2 separate regions of the Gossypium arboreum genome follow, and region 2 is linked to region 1. The links are chromatin contacts, called in public Hi-C maps. All regions are on one chromosome and are shown on one strand. The core of a region is the stretch at or near the end of the contact, and the rest is flanking DNA. Distances in the headings are between cores, read along the strand shown. Region 1 holds the start of LOC108453990. Region 2 holds the start of LOC108489710 (LEC14B homolog).

The links. A called contact is a pair of places that touch in the nucleus more often than the background predicts.
Region 2: a Hi-C map of leaf shows a contact between it and region 1, with 3 times the contacts expected there. The contact joins the promoter of LOC108489710 here to the promoter of LOC108453990 in region 1. A contact is called at or near these places in 2 of 5 Hi-C or Micro-C datasets (both in leaf).

The regions. Positions count from the first base shown.
Region 1 is chr10:100,281,028-100,283,727 of ASM2569848v2, reverse strand. LOC108453990 reads right to left here and starts at 1,292. Exons shown (of 4, transcript XM_053020664.1): 1 at 976-1,292; 2 at 776-874; 3 at 543-669. The coding sequence starts at 1,182.
Region 2 is chr10:100,720,736-100,723,435 of ASM2569848v2, reverse strand. LOC108489710 (LEC14B homolog) reads left to right here and starts at 1,310. Exons shown (of 10, transcript XM_017794415.2): 1 at 1,310-1,414; 2 at 1,984-2,478; 3 at 2,632-2,700. The coding sequence starts at 2,098. It overlaps LOC108488552 (sugar transporter ERD6-like 16), which reads left to right. Exons shown (of 18, transcript XM_017792833.2): 17 at 176-290; 18 at 385-842. The coding sequence ends at 506.

The DNA of each region.
Region 1 (2,700 bases), core at 43-2,542:
GAAAGGCTAGTATCCACTTCAAAGACAAGTGAAACATGTTCAACATCCTCCTTTTGATTCCACAAGGACCACAAGTTGGACATAAGCAACAAAATCTAGACAACAGTCAAGAAACACCATGGAGAGGAAACCCCTAGTTTAACTTTGGCTTTCGTATAATGGATAATAGGAAGAAGTGATCTGCACTTAAAAGGCGCTAATGACCATTTGTTGCAAGTAAAAGAACCAAGTTTAATTAGCTAGGTACATACAATAAACACGTGAATATGAGCCTCACAACTTATACTAGTTGCTAGATAACCAATCCAATAGGAAATAAAAAAACTATTTATAAGAACTTTATGATTTTAATGGTTCATGATCTTTTGACTCTTGACTAGTGTTCTCTAAAATCTAAGGCAGGCATACTAATCTTCCCAACAATCCTTGGAAAAAATTAACTTTCTCCATCATCAACTTTACTGGTGAAAGAAGTCATGAAATGAAAACTAAAGACATTTATAGAGTAAGATAAGATAAGATTAGATTGAAATTGGGAATACCTCCAAAATGATGCAAAACAATGGAAGCAGCAACAGTGACATTCAAAGAGGCAGTGCCACCTCCATATTGAGGAATGTAAACAAAGAAATCACATATCTCACATTCCTTAGCTGAAAGCCCTGTCCCCTGTAAAACATTAAAGAACAAAAGAAATTGTAAAATTTAGAAGGAAAAAGTAAAACCCAAGAATCAGAAATTTCAGCTAAATTTAGAAAGTAGGCTTTAACTTTACCTCATTACCAAGAAGAAAAGCAGTGCTTTTCTTGAAAGGATGATCAGTTATGGAAACAGCGTCCTCTGTGATCTCAACCCCGCAAATATCACAATCTTTCTCCTTAAAATACAGTAAAAAAATTCAAAAACAAATTAGGATCCAAATTGAAAAAGTTTAAGAAATAAGGATTTAGAGGAATGGGTTGGTTAGACGTTTACTTTAAGGAAGAGGCGAGCGTCGGTGAGGGAATGGAAGTGGCGGAAACGGAGATGGGAGGTGGAGCCGTGGCTGCCGAAGGCGTTGAAGTCACGGCGGCCAACTAAGATTAGTTCGGCGACTCCAAAGGCGGTGGCGCTTCTAGCTAGGGTTCCGACGTTGTGCCTCTTTGCTATATTGTGAACCACCACGTAGCTCTCTATAGCCATTTTTCTCCTTTACTCATTCATCTTCCAAAAGAAGAGAGCTTGGTAGACATGGAGGGGTTTTCTAGGGTTTTTTTCTTCTACTGGCCTGCTTTGCCCTTTTAGGCCAAGGCCCATTATCTTTTCTAATTTCTTTTTTAATTTTTTTAAGGTTAAACAAAATATTTAGCAAATTATTCTCTATATTCTAAAAGAGCAATCGTCACTTAGGATCCAAAATAAATTGGCCAATGGGTTTGGTTAAAATATCACACAAATTCCTGTACTTTTTTGAAGAATGAGAATTTAATCACTTTACTTTTATCTTATAGAATTTAGTTTGTCTACTTTTTAGATTTAAAATTTAGATCTAAATATTAGCATTGTTAATTTCTTTTGTTAAACTCAATATAATTACAAGGTTATTTTTTAATTACATGGTTACAAGTGAATATTTTTTTCAAAAATTCACAGCAACAAATTGAACAAAAAAATAGTGTTAACAATTAGACCTAAATTTTAAAATCAAAAGTAAAGAGACTAAATTCTATGAAATAGAAGTATAATGACTAAATCCTTAATTTTCTAAAAGTATAAAGACTAATAACATATTTTAAGCTTTGGGTTTCTAGCAAATGAAAATCGGGCTAAATAATTATTACTAAAATAATTTTAGAATATGTATATTGTTATAAAATAAAGAGAGATGGAAAGAATAAAGAATAAAGAAAATATGAAAGAAATAGAGAATGAACTTTATTGATAAAAAGGAGTAGAGATCTAATTCTAATAGTTATTAAAATTTAAAGTATATCAAAACTTTATCTTTATCATGATGGACATTCACTTAATAAGATATTCATAACACTCCCCCTTGGATGTCTATTGGTAGATAATGTGTCTCGTTAAAACCTTATAAGGAAAAACCCAGATTATACAATCTTTTATTACAAGCTGTCTCGTTAAAAACCTTTACCAAGAAAACTCAATGGGACAAAACCTTGGTTAAAGGAAAAGAGTACAACTTGTTTTTAGACTCCCCCTAATGGCAACATACATTTCATCTTTGAGTCAACGCATTCCAATCTTGTGTAGTAGTCTTTCAAATGTTGAAGTTGGCAATGTCTTAATAAAATGATCTGTTACATTCTCACTAGAACGAATTTGTTGAACATTTATATCACCTCTTTTCTCAAGATCGTGGGTGAATAATAATTTTGGTGAAAATTGATTAGGACCAAGAAACTCTTCACCATCCTCGCAAGGACGAAATTGATCTTTATTCACATCTAATGATCATACAACCATCGAAGTACTTAATGGGTGTGCTTTATCCATGTAAAATTTCTTTAATACCTTTTCTATATAAGTATTAAAATTTCTTTAATACTTAATGGGTGAAAATTAATTAGGACCAAGAAACTCTTCACCATCCTCGCAAGGACGAAATTGATCTTTATTCACATCTAATGATCGTACAACCATCGAAGTACTTAATGGGTGTGCTTTATCCATGTAAAATTTCTTTAATACCTTTTCCGT
Region 2 (2,700 bases), core at 61-2,560, 440 kb before region 1:
TTTATTAAAATTGTAAAATTACAATTTTATTATTATAAAATATACAATTTAATTCTGGCCCCTCTCTAAAAAAAATTTCTGACTCCACCATTGTAATTCTTTAAATTTAAAAATTAATAACCTAAATTCGAAATAACCCAAATTCTAAATGAATCCAATTTGTTTGGAGAGACAGATTTTCCCAATAAATGTAAAAGGAGTAGCAGGCAGCTTGGTGGTGCTAGTGAACTGGTTAGGTGCTTGGGCAGTTTCTTACACATTCAACTTCATGATGACCTGGAGTTCCTATGGTAAATCAATCTATTCCCCTTTCAATTTGGGCACAAAATAAATGGAAAAAATATTCTTGGATTACATAATAATGATGTAAATGATATTTTTCAGGCACATTTTATATCTACTCGGGAGTCTCTATAATAACAATCCTATTCGTAGTGAAGTTTGTCCCAGAAACTAAAGGGAAAACATTGGAAGAAATCCAGGCGTGCATCAATTCACATAGATAGATGACACAACAAATCATCATCTGCATTACTTCTTCAAAACATGCCACAAAAATACTCGGGGGAAGATGTCGGATCTTTAGTTCCATGCCCACAACTTCCCCTAATATTTGACGCCACCTAACGCAACGAAACCTGTAGTGACGTTGACGCCATGAAATTTTAACTTTTCATTTCTTTTTTTGCCTTATTTATTATATATATATATATATATATATATATATATATATGTATGTATTGTTTCATGTCAGGTTAATTAGATCCCACTTTGCTTATATATAATATTCATTTGTTGAATTCCAATTTTGAGCAGTAATATAAAGTGGAAATTTTATTCAATTTCAGGATTTCTTTTAGAAATTTATTTACGATTTTTAAAAAATATATTAGATAGTAAAATATACCAAATAATTATAATATATATTCTTATTTTTAAAATTATGTTAGAATTTTGTTTACTCAACTTTAGTTTGACGGGATGATAAGAAAAAAATCAAATAGATGAGTTTATTCAAATTATCAAATAATTTATTCAGATTTAAATTATTTAAAGTTTAAAATAGATAAAATAAAGTTTGATTATCAAATAATTTCATTACTCAAAGACTAAAACCATTTGAAACATTTTCAATTATGCTAAAACTTTGTAGTAATGAAATTGAAAATTAATTATTTGGAATAATATATTTATTTTGAGAATTAATTATCATTTTAACAAAGCGGCCGAGTTTTCAAACGCAACATCAAGCGCGTGTTCTCACAACACATGATCATTATCTAGCACGTGTCCTTCATCTCACTGTATTATCACATATATCTCCAGAAAATAGACAAAGCGAGTATAAAATAAGAGTTCAATCAATCAAATTTCTTTTAGGATCGGCTCTCACATTTGGCTAATCGAATTGGAGGTTTGACACGATTTTTTTTTTGTCTCTTCAATTTTTCTTTCTAAATTTTATTCTAGTTTGGTTGATGAAAAAATGAAGTAAATATTGAGGAACCCAAAAGATTTCACTGTTTTATTTGGATATATTTTTTTTCTATCTTCTAGTTTTTAGTGTGTCATTTGATTGGACTGATTCAATTCACTTCGTTTTCTATATTTGATCCAAAAAAAAAAAAGAAGAAGAAAAATATGTGTTTATTTCCTCTTGTGCATATGGAATTTGAATTGTTGTACTATGATTGTAAATGGTGATGATTTCAAAGTTTGACTCTTATCACTTTCTCTTGTTTTTCTCAACAATTGGAAAAATGATTCTCTTTTAGCAATTTCACTTGAATTGGAGCTTTCTCCAAAGTTTCATCTCATGAGACTTACTAGTATTAATTTCACTTGAGAAATACTTTGAATATCTAAAACTGCATTTTGATTAGCCCTATGTGACTTTTAATTCTGATAGTTTAAATGTTAATGGAGCAAATTACATCTTAGATTTTAATTGTTTGTGTTGTTGAAGAGTGTCACTGTTTGCAGGGTTGACAAAGGACATAACTGAGTTGCAGATTTTACAGTGATATGAAAGGCTTTGATTTTGCTGTTTTAGGTGAAAATTATATATCTGGTGAAATCTAGGTAGTTTGTTACATAATGAGTAGGTTTCGGAAGAATGTTGATGCTTGTAATGATGGGAATGCCCCTAAAGGATATTGTGCAAATCAAGATTATAGTGAGGATTCTGATTATCTTGTTCATGATATTGCTCAACACACAAACCTTAGGTCAGGACCCCATGAACTTCTCTCCCGAGGTGTTCTGGGAAAGCGGAAATTACCTGTTTCCCCGGTCAAAATGTTGGTCGGGCGAGAGGGTAATTTTACAGGTAGAGGGAGATTTTCATCAGCTGATGGTTGCCATGTTTTAAGTCGGTATTTGCCTGTCAATGGTCCCAGGTGCTTGGACCGGCTTCAAAGTCGAGCATATGTGTCACAGTTTTCAGCTGATGGTTCTCTTTTTGTTGCTGGATTCCAGGTATTGTTTCATTCCTTGGGCTATAGGTGAAATACAGAAATACTGATCACTTGTGTATTTGTTGGCTCACTGATTGTATAGCTTTACTTAGCTGAAGTTTTTATGATCTTATTCTTTGGTCTTTGACTGATTTTACACTTTTTGACGAGGCAGAAAAGTCAAATTAGGATATATGATGTGGAAAGGGGCTGGAAAGTTCAGAAGAACATCCTGGCAAAAAGC